Regions from separate parts of the Cricetulus griseus genome. Here regions 2 and 3 are each linked to region 1. Evidence: chromatin contacts called from public Hi-C data. All regions are on one chromosome and are shown on one strand. The core of a region is the stretch at or near the end of the contact, and the rest is flanking DNA. Distances in the headings are between cores, read along the strand shown.

What was found. A called contact is a pair of places that touch in the nucleus more often than the background predicts.
Region 2: a contact with region 1 is called in a Hi-C map of the CHO-K1 cell line, with 5 times the contacts expected there. The contact joins the enhancer-like site here to the promoter of Tcf4 in region 1. A contact is called at or near these places in 3 of 8 Hi-C or Micro-C datasets (the CHO-K1 cell line, fibroblasts and liver).
Region 3: a contact with region 1 is called in a Hi-C map of fibroblasts, with 4 times the contacts expected there. The contact joins the enhancer-like site here to the promoter of Tcf4 in region 1. A contact is called at or near these places in 3 of 8 Hi-C or Micro-C datasets (the CHO-K1 cell line, fibroblasts and liver).

What each region holds. Positions count from the first base shown.
Region 1 is chr2:170,133,048-170,138,122 of CriGri-PICRH-1.0, reverse strand. Tcf4 (transcription factor 4) reads left to right here and starts at 2,394. Exons shown (of 18, transcript XM_035440081.1): 1 at 2,394-2,934.
Region 2 is chr2:169,959,717-169,964,791 of CriGri-PICRH-1.0, reverse strand. It overlaps Tcf4 (transcription factor 4), which reads left to right. Exons shown (of 18, transcript XM_035440081.1): 3 at 4,446-4,507. Among named protein-coding and RNA genes, the nearest start is that of Tcf4, 170 kb to the left of the region's middle. Within about 2 kb of position 1,956, at least 2 of the 6 cell types and tissues checked have open chromatin away from gene starts, as enhancers often do. A contact at or near this core is called in the CHO-K1 cell line and fibroblasts, where this site is marked.
Region 3 is chr2:170,276,549-170,281,623 of CriGri-PICRH-1.0, reverse strand. No RefSeq gene overlaps it. Among named protein-coding and RNA genes, the nearest start is that of Tcf4, 140 kb to the right of the region's middle. Within about 2 kb of position 3,168, at least 1 of the 6 cell types and tissues checked has open chromatin away from gene starts, as enhancers often do. A contact at or near this core is called in fibroblasts, where this site is marked.

The sequences.
Region 1 (5,075 bases), core at 1,145-3,644:
TTCTGATTTGTAGAGCCATGCCACTCATGTAGATTGGCTCCTTGGTACCAACTCTTGCCAGCTGATCACACACAACACATGTCTACTTCACCACTCACCTTCACTGCTGTTGGTTTGTTGCTCTTTATTCCGGTGCTCCAGTGTTTGGGGACTGCTGGGCTAGGGTTGGACCTAATCATGTGGCATCCACATACATTTCTACTCTTTTACAGACTAAATACTTGTGTGTTTGTACTCCCACCTCCCACTCTTGTACCGAAGCCCCAATGTGCTGGGAAGTGGAAGATATTTCTTTGGGAAGAGATTCAGCTTAGATAAGGTCATAGATAGTCTCTATGATTGGATGAGTAATTTTATGAGAGAAAGAAACCAGAGCTCTCTTTCTGACAGTCACACGAGAATATAGCTAGAAAGCAGCCATCTGCAAGCCAGGAAGAGGAAAAGGAAGAATCCTAACTGAGCCTGACCATGCTTTCACACAAATCTCAGACACTGAACTCTGGAACTGTGAAAAGTGAATGTTTGTTGTCCAAAGCGCCTAGTCTATCTCACTTTGTTACAGCAGCCGGAGTTGACTAAGACCCACATCCATATCAGGATATACAGACAGGTTTCTAAGGGAGTCTGTAGAACAAGGAAGGACCAAAAATTTACCCAGTATACCAACTCTTTTTTCTAAGCTTTACAGTGTCCTCTCAAATACCCCTTTCTAAGGTGCCTCCAATTTCCATAAGTATAATTAGAAAGTACTTATCATCTGACAGCTCAGGAAAAAACAAAGACTAACACACCCACATTTGTCCCTTAATTTAAAACAGGAAGGGGAGTTGCATGTTTCTTTTTCTTTTTGATCAAAAGGGGTCAGGAGGGAAAAAAAAAATACTAGGCTAGCAGGGTGCATTTAGATCCCAAACTTGATCTTATCAGTGATTTCTGGACAGATCATTTGCTGCCCTTGAAATTCAGGAGGGTGAATCTTACAAACCTAAAAGCTAAAAGGGATTTTACGGGATTATCTAATCTAGTCTCTGCGTTTTACAGCAAAAGTCATTGGCATGGAGTCTTAGGTCACAGAGCTGATTAGAGGTAGAGCCAATGGAATATTTTTCCCAAGCCAATGTTTGTGATCTTTTCATTACATCATTTTTTCCGGGGCCTGCCGAGGCTTACTCTGAGAACCAGAGATAATGCCTGTGATAATGCAACATAAAGTGGTGGCTAAATGTAAAATATTATTTTAAGATGAGAATGTGGAATGGGGATAAAAGACTGGAGACTTCATGATGTGTGAAATAACCCATAAATGTCCCAAATCTTGTCCTGTAAAAACTCACATAAAAGCAAAAGATCTCAATTCTATCACTGCAACAAATTATATTCAGAAAATAGAGATGAGGATGCCAGATGGCTTGGGAGCATGGGTGAAGGTGGGTTCTGGTCACAGACTAGGTGGGCTCTACACCTTAATGTAGATAGTAGTTTTACTTAGGCAAATTTATGCCATTTAATAAACTTCTGCTTTGGGTCAGGCTCTGCCATTGCACTTGCTTCCGTTGCTGTGTGTAGGTAAGGTAAGGAGGTGACCAATACTCAAACTTCATTCTGAGCATCAATGTAGTCTATTTTTGTGAAATTCTCAGAACAATGTCTAGAAACGAATAAGCTTTCTGATGGGAAAACTGGACACTATTCTTTGGGGCCCAGGGAACCCACAATCTCAAATGGCTAGGAGTATCAGTGAGTCCTTAAGAAATTAGGGATGGAAACAGGATATTTCTTAAGTGGTAGTATCACCTTTATCGGTATCATAGTGTTACCTCAAAGTCTCATTTTTGTCTGCTAACAAGAAAACAGGTTTGAGAAGGTAATTGGCTACAACTGGAAGTTGAGTCCTTCATATTTATAGTATTGAGTCTTGCATCAATAAAAGGAGACTTCTGCACTAAGTTCTCTCACCCTTGGAGCTTATAGAAATAGGGGTGGGCACCAAGGAGGAAGCGGAGAGTACCCTACCCTGCCACTCTTCCAGGCCTGGATCACACTTGGCTTGGTGGCCTTTCCCCATACAGCCCAAGCCTGGCTCTAATCCACACGGCCCGGGGACTCGGCAGCCTGTGGCCCGCCCGGCATCTTCCGGGCCTCCCGGAGAGTTCCTTCAAGCTGAGGGAACAACACTTTGAGTCAGAGACCAAGGCCGGACACGGAACAGGGCGCAAGGCGCGCTCTGGGAGAGACGACCCGAAAGCCACCCGCCGGCCGGACCGCCCCTGTTCTCGGAGGAGGCGTGGCTCAGCGTGCCGCCATCTTGGTGGCCTCTCTAGGCACTGTGTTTACCACTCTATGGTCGCGCGCTCCCGCCCCGCCCCTCCCCAGTCATTGTCTGGTGGAGCAGCCGCGGCCGCAGCGCCTTCTCGTTATAAGCCGCAGTGCCCGGATGTGAATGGATTACAATGTATCTTTCAGGGAAACCTATTATTATCAATGTGACTCCTCGGGGGAGTCAATGATGGTGTTGAGGAGGATGATGATGATGAGACGCCTCTAAACTTGGGACAAGTTTAGGACTTTGAAAGAGAAGAAAAACAATACAACCAACAAGACTGAAGAACAATCATAACTATCCTGTGTTGATTATTTTTTTATAAACGCTAAGAAAAAGTTGTTGGATTTTTTTTTAAATGGTTACTTTTTGGGGGGAAGGGAATTTTGTTACAGTTTTGTGATGGAAAATGCAAAAACCAGAGCCAGGTGCATAATCTTGTAAACTGTGGCTAACCCTGGAACAGGACTGACTACTACTTAAAATACTGTTTTAGGGGATACACATGTGAGATACTAAGTACTTGCAGAAGATTTTTGTCTCTCTCTTTTTCTTTTTTTTTTTTTAAAGTCTCTTTCCTTGGAATATTGTGAGCATATTTGTGGCCATTGAAGGTAACGTTACAATTTGCTGTCAGAGTAAACTGTTTGTAATTGAACTGAATTTTTAGAATGTTGATCCCAATGTTTTATTCAAACAAAAGGAACAACCTATTAAATAATTGCCAATGGGAAAACGTGTGTGCATGCATTTCGGTACGTACTCGCACATCTAGCAATACCAGGGTTGGGCAAATGTGTTTTTTAACATTAAAATAGTGAATGTTGCATATACTGGGTAAAGCACGCATGGTATTACAAAAAGATAATTTTGAATCTTAATTTTTATCCTAAAAAGTGATGTGGAAAAGTATCTTTTAAGAGCATGTAGGGCCTTTAGTGGTAATGTTGAGTTGAAAACTTGAAGTGCTGCCGAGCGCGGACTTTGAGTACCTAGGAACTCAAGTGTAAAAACAAAACCATATTTATTCCCTAAATTTACCTTGTTTTTTTCCTTTCTAAAACAAAGTTTGCAGCTATACGATTCAGTGAGTTAAAAGGGTGGAAAGGAAGAAAGTCAGCTATTCAGGTTTCACCCCCAACGCAAAACTACCCAAACAAAATATTTCCCTAGCAAAATGTGGATGGGTTTCTGTATGGAAAAGAAAAATGTTGTTCGTCTTGGCAAAGTCTTTATGCATCACGTGTATTTGCAGCAAAGCAAAACTTGCAGTGTGTGTGTGTGTGTGTGTGTTTGTGTGTGTGTGAGTATGTTTGTGTGTAAGAGAGAGACAGAGAGATAGAGACACACAGAGACAGAGAGACACACAGAGAAGTGAGAGGGGATGTAAACTCGAATCAATTTCAAAGTGCCTCCGATGGATGAACCCGGCAAACCCTGAACTGTTCAGATTGTAACTGGCCATCTGAGGGGAAAAATGAGGTGCTGGATGAATTTTCCTTGGTGGGTTTAATTAATTAATTAATTAATTTTGCTGCGACGAGGGAGGTGTGGGGATTTTTTTTTTTCCTGGGGTGGGGGGTGTTTCCCAGGCAGCCCGGCCCGGAGCGCCGAGTCTCCCCGCCGGAGCCCCCCCACCCATTTCTTTGCTGAACTTGCAATTCCGTGCGCCTCGCCGTGTTCCCCCTCCCCCCTTCCCTCGTCCCCTCCCCTCCCGGGAGAAGAGAGTTGGTGTTAAGAGTCAGGGATCTTGGCTGTGTGTCTGAGGATCGGCGGCGGCGACGGCGGCGGGGAAACCGGAGCGGGCGCGGGCGCCGGCCGTTGGAAGAGGTGGTGGTGGCGGAGGCAGGGGGATAGACATGACCGCCGCCTGGGCTCCGGCTCTGCTGCACCGGGAGCCCCTCGTCGCGCGCGGGCGGTAGGTAGCGGCGCGGCAGGGCCGGCTGGGCGGATGCGCTACCGGGCCGGGCCGGGCCGGGCTGGGCGAGCACGCTCGGGCTCGGGGCCCCGTGGTCCCTGCAGTCCCCGCCGGGGTCCGGGAGCTCTGGAGCGACCGCGTCCCCTCCCCCGGCCCCCGCCCCCTCCGGGCCCCGGCGGGCTCCTGGGCACAGCGCACTTTGCCAATGGGCCTGACTTCAATTTTTTTTTTTTTAACAACCCTTTCTTTCACAAATTAGGGGTGCGGGACAATTGGAGGACCCGAGCCTCTGCTCGGCTCCCCCTCCCAGGCCACCCCACCCCCTGTGGACGGGTTTGCACTCCAGAGACCGCTGGTCTTTAATTTCTTTCGAGCTACTTTGCAGGGCAGGGGGGGAGTGCTGTGAGTGTGTGCGAGTGAGTGTGTGCGTGTGAGGGGGTGGGGTGGAGGGTGGGGGGAAAGTTGAGACCGGTTCGTGCAGTAGTTTCTCTTTTCTCTGTGATCCATTCATTTCTCGCTCTACCTCCTGTTGCATAAATTGATGCGCTGAAGAGCGGCTACCCCCCTTCTTTCCAGGATTTGGTTTTATAGTGGATGTTACTAGTTTGATCGTCTCTTTGGAAATACAATATCGCTATTTTTTTCCTATTTTTTTCTTCTTCCATTTTTTTTTTTTTGCTATTGCTGCCTATTCCATTGAAAGAAAAACAAACAAACAAAAACAAAAAACAAAAAACAAAACCAAAACAAAACCCAACAAGTCTCCCATTCCTCCCTCCTTTCTACCTCAATCCCATCCGCTCCTATATTACCCCCCACCCCTCCAACATCCCCAGT
Region 2 (5,075 bases), core at 707-3,206, 170 kb after region 1:
ATCATCCAACAGAGAAGTTGCTCTTGTATGTCTCTTTCCATGTGGCTTTAAACTATTGTGTGAGCCCAGGTGCACTAATCCACTAAAAGTGATGCCACTATCTTTGTAAGTGGAATGGGGTTCTGAGCCCATTTTCCCTTCGGCTAACATTTTCTTTGCCACTTAATTCCGTTGCAATGGGATACTATGGTATGTTGGAAGGAAAGTCAGATGTCTAAAGACAAATAATAGATTATCTAAAGATTGGGTTCTTTAGATATTTGCTAACTGTGCTGCCCCCAAATTGCAAGGACAACAACAATAATAACCGCAAATCTTCCTCCTTCTTTTTTGGGTAGCATGATAAAAGATTATTGTCAGGGTCAGCAAAAATATTGGCCTTAAAAATTGCAAATGGCTGATATTTTCTGCTGAGATTAGGTTTGCAGGAACAACAGAAGAAGGAAGCGAATCCTTTATTGACTGCCATGTGGTGCCATTTTTAGCAGTCACATTTAAATATAGGTTTCAGCCATAGGATGGGCTTTATTTGAATAAAGCCCATGTTGACTTCCTGGATCACTTGCTCACGGTAGATACTGACCTGTCCTACATGGCTGCATGTAGATCTCCTTTGTCTCCAGGATTGATTGACGGGTGCTGTGTCTGCTCATTTATAGCATTCTTCGTATTTAATTGGGGAGGGAGCATTGTGACACAGCATTACATGTTCCTTGTATACATATAGCTTTGCTGGAGAAGAGAAGTTGTTTAGCATGTGGACTTAGCACAGAGAATCCTCTCAGTGGTTTGCATTCAGCCATCTGAACCCCCTTCATAAGGTCAGACCATTCGTTTCCTGCACGGAAATGGTTACCAGCAGCAAAATTTAACATTTGTTCCTTTTAGGTTTATAAATGAGTCAAATGCCTGACAAGATTTGTTCCTCATATATATTTCACAAGCCCTCCCTCTCCCCCAATTTATGGGCACACAACAAATGTTACTAACGGGTACTTTTAGATTTTAAAATATGGACAACAGTACTCCATGCAGTAAAAGACCTGAGCGATTAATGCTACCCTTATGCCTCTTTTGAGTAGTTTTAGCCATGGGGCTTGGCACTGCCACCATTGTCTTTGTGCCAAAAAATATCCGCAGCGGCTGTCGCATTCTAGTACTGGAGGTTTGTCTCGAAAACTCTGCAGTGAGCTTGCAGGATGTGCTCATCACCACTATCTCTTTTAAATATTGAGAATTGGAATCTTAAGCTCCTTCAAAGTGCCCGTTGTGGTTGCAGGGCTGAGAAAGGGAGGGAGGTAAATAATGGGCAGAGGAGGAACTAGGCTCTGTGTGCCAGCCAGTTGATATCAGTGACAAAACCCATGCCTGACATAGAGGAAACACAGATATTTAGGGGCCTTTGTGTCCCTGAGCATATATAGTTACTTAAGGGTCCTACTCAGACATCTTATCTGTGAAGTTCAAAGTTTCGTTATCGTGAAGCAAACACTCCAGGGAATTTTAAACAGACCACACTTAATAATTTTTAATGGACAACTTACACAAATACATTTTTTTTCCTGGAAACTGAAGTGCCATTTTAAAAATGGCTGCTTTTTATCATTTGAAAAATGATAGAACTAAGAAAACCTGATGTTTGAGATGTCCTGGGGCTTTGTCCACAATCCCTGATTACTTTGCTCCCAACCAGGGTTTTGGACTCTGAGGGCAGATTTATAGTTGAATTTGGGAACAAAAAGCTGCAATAAAGTTAAAGGCTCACAGTATCAGAATGAAATGTGTTCGCTCATGATCTCTACGGTGATCTATTTGATGGGGAGAGTGGATGGTACAGATGAAACCTTCACAAGGAGCATAATCCTTGGGAAAAAAAAATGAGTCCACCTCCGAGCCTCCCGCTGGCTGCGCTGCCTCTTTGGTACCTCGCAGACTTCGACAGAGTCCTGGACGGGTGCCCATTGATGTCATGGAAACACTCAAATTGCTGGAGAATGATTCATGTCTGTGCCGTCCTCTCATCCTCCCCCACACAAACAGGAGGAGATTTTTAACCCTGACAACTTGTAATTTGCAGTGGGTTTATTTTTGTATCTGGATAAATATTTTTTAACAAGCAAAATTAAGATTAGGCAGCCTGTATCCGATATGATAGTAAAGAATGCTGGGTCTATGGAGCCAAGAGTACTTTGGGGACTCGGGGGACTCGGGGCTGCGTGGATTCGTATTTTCCTCCTCCTGTCTCTGGTGTCCTCCCCTCCCTTCCTGGTTCATTGCTCTTTCTTTTCTATTCTTTCTGTCTTTCTTTTCCACACCGGATTTCTTTCTCACCCTCCTGTTCTTGTGTTTGTCCTTCCTATTTTCATTATTCCAATAAAAGGAGTGGTCCCGGCTTGTGTATATGTAACAAGACAAATGCTGGTAGTTATGTGTGCTAGAGATGATTTCTGAAAATAATGTCAGGTGGTAATATCCTTCAGAAAAAAAAAGTAACAAAAAAAACCAAGCATTTTATCTTATACCCATATTTTATAATTCAATATTTGGAAGGTACCATATTTAGGACATTAGGTTTTCATATTCCTACAAGGTCAAAGTACTTTTTTTTTTTTTAAATTTTTCTACCTGCCTACCTGTCTGTCTGCCAGCCCATGAAGTGATTAGACAATGAACGTCATATCCAAATCAAATACGTCAAGGTATATTTGAAGATTGCTTGTGTGTAAGAGATTAAGGGGGGACACATGTCTTTTGATCTTGCTGATAAAGGTCACACCTTTCCTGATAGTCATAGTTACAAAAAGCAGTTAGAGGGTAGGGTAGCTTATATGACACAGGTGGGTAAGGACCTCTGTGTGACCACGTGTACAGTGGGCACAGGTAACCTCACCCTTACAGTCACATACAGCAGAGTTTCTCCTTACCATGTCTCAGGAATGGCAGTCTGTGTGATGGTGTCTCATTTTCCTGGAGTTGAGGCTGATATGGGCATGGATTTTATTCTTTGCACTGAACACTATGAAAGAAGTGTAGTTTTCCTAAGTTGAAGTTTTATGAAAATCAAGAGAGAAGCTAATACAGGGGTGGGCTGGGAGCTTAAGACTTAGAATTTACTCCCTTTGAAAATAACCCTCCATTGGATGTGTTAATTTAGTGACATAGACATAGGGCATACTTTACACCAGAGATAAAATATCTGAAAGACACATTCTGTGTGTGCTGTCAAGGAGGCTTAGTCTGATAATATTGACATTGAACCCAAAGAGTAAATGACTATCCTTCCTTTCAGCATTCGTGTTGAGTGGGGAATGAAAATCTGAGGGTTGTAAACTTTAACAGGATGTTGGTTTGGCTCCTCAAAATAGAAGCTTTGAATTTCCCCTTTGGGATAGGAGAAGAGCTTACTGCTGTCTTTAAAGTACAATGTACCTCAAAGCACTAGTCTTAAGAGAAGTGTCCTTCAGTCTTGGCTGGAGAGAGGGCCTGGGCACTGGCTTACCCCACTAGCCCCTTGTCATTTGGTATAACCAATTTTTTAGAGCAACCCTCTGAACATCACCAACTGGATTCAAGGACACCTCTTGTAATGCAATTCTATTAAAATCTAAACACAGGAAAATGTGCATCCTTGGGTTTATACTCACATGTGACTCAGTTGCAATGGAGACTCTACTTGTCCTGAGCAGTCTAGACATACATGTGCCTGTCCTGAGCAGAGTAGATACATTTGTGACTGTTCTGAGCAGTCTAGACATACATCTGGAGATTGGAATTGGAACAAGACTTTCAAAAGCCTGATCCTGGGACCCGCTGGGTCTCCAGGTAGACTCTGAACTTGAATTCAGAATAGGTGATTTCCCCACATCCCCCTGCCCAAGAGTTCCTGCCATCATTGTGTTGATCATGATGGGGATCACTCCTGAGAGTTTCAAAAGGGGAGGAGAAAGAGGTGGGGGGAGGGGGTCTCAGAATTTTGAACAGTGTCTTTGCTAGATTCACCATCTGGAGAGTCTGTGATTGATTAGCTTTGGCCTCCCCATTAAGTGTCAATATAATCAATGGGAATTACCAGGCTAGGGTCATTACATAGATCATTTGCCTGCTGTGTAAATAAAAATGAAATTGTTCAAATTTTGTGTGAGAGAAAGAAAGTGAAAATAAGTAATGACAATTTGTTTGTTAGAGAAAGTGGAGGCCACTGGAATGACAGTTTTTGGAAGTGTGGAGCAGTTTGGCTAAGAATAGGAATGAAGGATATTTTTTTCCAGCTTCTTGTCGCCAGAGTGAGAAAGTGATATTCCCTCTCTTGCTTGCATACATTGCCAGTAGTGCCTCCTTTACGTATGTAAACATCGGGGCTGGGGAGTGGATTTCTGTTACCTGCAGGGGAGGTTCTCTCTAAAAGCAAAGCAGGATTTACACAGTTTTATTGTTTCTCTTGGCAGGTAAAACAGAAAGGGGCTCATATTCGTCTTATGGGAGAGAAAACGTACAGGGTTGCCACCAGGTAAGTACCACTCTTGGTTGGGGAAGAGTTGAGAGTTAACCCGGGAAATGAGTGCTGTGCAGCTATGGCTATGATGTGTTTTCAGTTGTGACACTAAGGTGCACGGAGGGTGGAGAGCCTCCGATGACTGTCTTTAAGGAGTGAAGAGACTCAGAGCTCAGAACTAACAAGCATTGTTAGAGCTCGGTGGAGTCAGAACTCCATCCACTGGCTTGTTTTTCATCAGCCGGTACCCCAGATAATGTTCACAGACCAGCTATGTCAGTGAAAGTAGTCCATCCAGAGAGTTTATTTGCAATTAAGAACTTAACAATTTCTCGCCTAAGAAAATGCTTAGTGTGTCAGATGCTGGGTTCAGGTGGCGTTGCTTTGAGTTATAGTTTTCTTAGGGGTTATATAATGTTGTGTGAAAACAGGGTGGGATTGAGAGATAAAAATGTCTGTGAAAATATGATTTGTTGTCCTTTTTTTGTTTCTGGATTGTTTTTGGCCAGAAGTCAAGGCCAGCAGGCAAACAGCAAAGCCGTCTCGAGAGAAGCATGAATGGGTTAGGAAAAGAAGAATAGTT
Region 3 (5,075 bases), core at 1,919-4,418, 140 kb before region 1:
GCATGAGGGAAAGTGCAATACTGAGGAAGGTAGAGAAGGCCAATATTCAATGACCACAAAGGCCTTAAATAGGAAAGTCAGGCAGTACCAAGCCAGAGGCCTAAAGGTCATAGTCAGATAAGATGATGGGCAGAGTTTAGAGCAAAGTGACATTGTACTCATGGCTTGTTTGGAACCCAGGGTTTAGGTAGGTTTACTGGGAAGGAGGAATGACCTAAACTAGGATTGAGAGCTTGGACCTGACAGAGCTGCAGTCCTTACTGTCCTCTAGGCTCTACTGTGCGTGCATCTGCCAGGCTGTCAGCATGAGAGGGACAGTACAGAGGGAAAGGGACACACATGGTGAAGCAGGCTTGTGTTGTGAGGCCTCGGTGTGGCGCCGCATTCATCTCCTTGTCTGCCACCCTTCTGGACCGTGGTCTCCTTTGAAACGGGCTATATCGTGTTCTTCTTTGGGTCTTCAGCATCCATGTCATTTCTGCACACAGGAAGACCTTCATCTATGCTTGTAAAGGATCAAATGTGTGAACCACAATTAGTGAGGGGACAATTGTGAAAGTGAGAGCGCTCACAGTTCATCCATCCGGCACTCCAAACACGGTTTCACCAGAACTCTGCCTTTAGACTGGAAAGAGAACTGTCTGATGATGACAGTGACATGTTTCTCTAAATATGAATACTGAACACTTAAAATATAACCCTGTGCCTTTATCTTTTAGAGATTCTCACACTGTCTTGATTATTTTTTACCTGTCAACTCTACTAGACACGCCGTATGGTGAGAAATAGAAATAAAAAGAAGATAAATTTAGGGGCTGGGGGGATGTCTCAGGGGGTTAAAGCTCTTGCTGCAGCAACCTAAGAACTGGAATCTGGATTCCAGTGTCCTGTGAAGAACATGTGTGATGGCATGTGCCTGAGCCCCAGAACTGGGTGGGGAGGGCAGGTTGCTAACCAGCAAACCTCCCCAAACATCGGGTACTAGGTTCAGTTAGAAACACTCTCTCAAAAGCAAACAAGGTTGAGAAGGAGAAAAAGAAGGCACTGATGTGGACCACTGGCCTCCACTACTACACATGAATGCATACCATACACACAAGAGGAAGATAAGGGTTGGGGGGATGCAGATGGTACTTGATACAGTCTGATAGGGAATAGCCTTGATACCAGCAAAAGTTCTTCTTTAATTTATTTCTGTACTTATACTTGTGTTTTATGCATAGGATCTTTTTAGCTATTCTTTTCTTTTTTAAATAAATTTCATTTGTTCTTTCATTGTAGGCATGGGGCACATGCTAGATAGTGCACTGTGGAGGTCAAAAGATGAGAAAGAGTTCTGTGCTATGATGTGGATCCCAGGGATCAAACTTGGGTCATCCAATTTGGCTTCAAGCACCTTTACCACTGAGCCATCTCACCAGCCCTCTATCTCTGCATCCTGAATCCTCTTTTCACCACCATACACAGCCTGGCTCCTAAAGGTAACAAGTACTTCCTACCTGACAGTCTGTGGGACATTCCTCACCTCCCTTTGGTTCCTGTGTGAAAGTCTGCTTCCTGTGTCCATCTCCTGGTTATTTACCCCACACACACATTTGTTTCCTACTGCCTTTGACTTTGAACAGCAAACCTTTGATAGGTGGCTAGGAAAGCAAAAGAAAGTTTACTCCATGTTTGTTGTTGTTTTCAAACTATACTGTCTTTTGTAATTTATAAGATCCTGCCCAGGTGGGGCCAGATGGGTGACAAAATTGCTTTTCTCATCCATCCATGATCAGAGAAACTAAAAATTTAAAAAACTGGAAGCTGGACAATTACATTTTATCCTCAGCTCTCTATGACCTTGGAGAATCACTCAGTGGTTTCACTATAACAAAAAGGTGAACCGTGTATAGCATGGCAGCAAACCTTAGGGATCACAGATAGATGCCAGGCATTCAGGCCAGTTCTCCATCATCATGCTGGGGGCCCTCTGGATAAGAGAACCACATTCACCAAGTGTAAGCCATGCATGGTGATTCTGAGGGCCTGCGTGGTGCTAAGCAACTCCATCTATACAGAGACTGCATTGTGGGCAATGGATAAGAAAGAGACTACAGGGAAAGGCCAGCAACAACATAGTAGCAACAGTGGAGAAATAACATCTGCTTGCATTTCAGGCAGGTGTTGCCTCTCCTGTTGCCTAAGAAGACAGCCTGTTGGCTACTGAACAAGAGGAAACTCTTCTGAGAAATTGTGTCACAAACCTCTTCTTCTTGTTCCTCTGGTGACAAATGAGGATGCATTCCTAGCAATATTTCTTTCTCTGTTCCATTCTCTTCAGCACACTGTCTCACACGCTTATCTTCCTAAAACTCTATTTGTAAACCTGGTGGTGATGGCACAGTTCTTTAATCCTAACACCCAAGAGGCAGAGGCAGGCAATTCTCTGCAAGTTTGAGGCCAGCCTGGTTTACAGGGTGAATTGTGAGTTCCAAGACAGCCAAGGCTGTCTCAAAAAGACAAAACAAAACCAAAACAACAACAACAAACACTTCAATATGTATACTAAATAATTTTTTTAAGTATCTACTCTGTCCCCTATATCTGAGATACCAAAAAGAAAAAGCTACTTCTGAACCAAAGAAACACCATGCTTGGGTCATTCTCTCACACAAAACCAGCAATGCCATCGTGATGACAACTAATAGGAATCTGTCTGTCAGAGCTACCATTGTCAACTTGACAGGCTCTAAAATCACCTAGAAGACACACCTCTGGCCATGTCTAGGGGGAGTCTTTTGAGATTTCATTAAGGGAGGAAGGATAGTATCACTCCATGATCTGGGGTCTGGAATGGAATGAAAAGGAGAAACTGAGCTGAATGGCAGCGTTCATCCCTCCCCACACACACTGCAGTCAGTGTGACCAACTGCTTCTTCACTGCAGACAGTGTGACCAGCTGCTTCCTCACTGCAAACAGTGTAAGCAACTGCTTCCTCACTGCAGACAGTGTTCATCTCCCCACCCCCACTGGAGACAGTGTGATCAGCTACTCTCTCACTGCAGACAGTGTGACCAGCAGCCTCTTCATTGCAGTGTCACCTGCCGCCTCCTCACTGCAGACAGTGTGACCAACTGCCTCCTCACTGCAGACAGTGTGATCAGTTGCTTCAACTCTGCAGTGTGACCAGCTCCCCCATCATCAAGCCACCCACACCCACTTCCTTCCTCGTCATGATGACTGTACCCTCAATCAATGAGCAAAATAAACACTTCCTAAAATTCCTTCTGTCTGGTATTTTGTTACAGCCAGAAGAACTGGTCTCTGAGAAGCACCCTCAGGGAGTGTGAACATCCTCTCTACCCTAAACTCATACCCTACAACTGCCATACTGTTTAGTCATTTGAATTGCCTCCTATGCATTAGTGTTATTTCCTCCATGGCACTGTAATCTACTGAAGTGCAAGGATCTGGGCTTATAGTCATTCTTTTTTGGTCACTCACAAGGCAGGGATTAATTCCTTGGTTTTGCACTCAACGGGTTTTTTTTTTAATCTGAGGATAAATCAAAGGACGTTAAAGATTTGATTGATTTCAAGGATTAAATCCAACACCAGAGAAGTTTCCTCTTAGTGAAAACTTCTTAGTTCTTAAATAATAAAACCATCAGTGCAACTTACCATAAAAATTGAATTTTAAAAATGTGTTTAAATGTGAAGTAGAGAGAAAACATTGCTAGTTCTATAACATCTAATGTTTAATTTTTTTAAAAAAATATATCATCAGCTTGCTTTTCTTTCAATTAATTGTGCTTGTAATTTTTCCAATTAGCCTCAAACTCTACTCCCATTACTTTGCTTTTTTAGGGAAGTATTAGAACAAATCATTCTACAGTGTATTGCACTAATGATAACTTGTATGATCTTATTTAGTCATTTAATATGAAAGGAAGAAAATCTCTTCCTTCTGGTGAAGCTGCTCCCCCACATACTGCTTTTGGGTAAAGCTAGTCAAGAGGACTGACTGGTAGTCACCTATAGGTTTCATTATCAAATGAGCTCAGTAGGTTTCATTATCAAATGAGCTCAACCTAGCTGCGCATGGTAGTGCATACCTATAAAGCAAGAACTTGGGAAACTGAGGCAGAATGATCAGGTAGAATTCAAGGCCAGTTCTACAGGCTACACAGTGAAACTGTATTCAAATAGAACTGGAATGCTCCACTCATCTTGAAGAAGGCAGCATGTGGATTTTGTTTCTGTGTTGTAATAACTGCTCTCATAATGGAGGACCCAAGAGCAGGTGAAAATAGAGGAGAATTCTAGCACAAGCAAAGCTGGCCATGACGTGCTTCTGGGACTTTCTGGTAGAGAGACTTGAAAGGATGAGACATACCCTCTGGCCTTGACTAGAAAACCAGCAGAGTCACACAGAACCAAGAAAATACTAGAATCCCACTGAAGCAAGCCAGGGTCTACAGTAAGAGTAACATGGAGTTCCAATCATGACTAGAGAATGTAACAAGATCATTGTGTGAGTGAAGCTAAGTGTTGTCTGGCAGCCTTGGACTCCAGGTTCATGAGAACACCTGTAAGAAACAGCCCTGTAATAACAAGGACTCTAAAGTGAAGTAAAGGCTTTGTCAATCTAAAGTACTTGATCAGTGTTCTTGAAGCTCTGGGTTTGAACCCCAACACTGCATGTAAACACAGCTTCTTGGTGGTAAAGGCAAGAGGAACAAAAGTTTAAGGTCATCTTCAGCTACACAGCACGTTCAAGATGGGTGGAATATATGAGAGCCCATCTCTAATAGTTCATTCAAAATGCCATACTTATACCTGCATTTGAAGCAAACCCTTCCAACTCTCCAACAATGTTTAAAGTTAGGTGTCAGAGGGAAGCAGATTTTGAAGACTCCAGTTCTTACACATTCTACTTGCTCAAAGGACAGATCCAGTCCAGAGATCTGTTCCACAGTGCAGTCCATTTATTCCTTTCCTCTGCCTACAGACATTGTCAGGACAGGATACTACAAATCTGGCCCACCATCTGCATTTATTCATTAAAGCTTTACTGGAACAGATGCAATTAG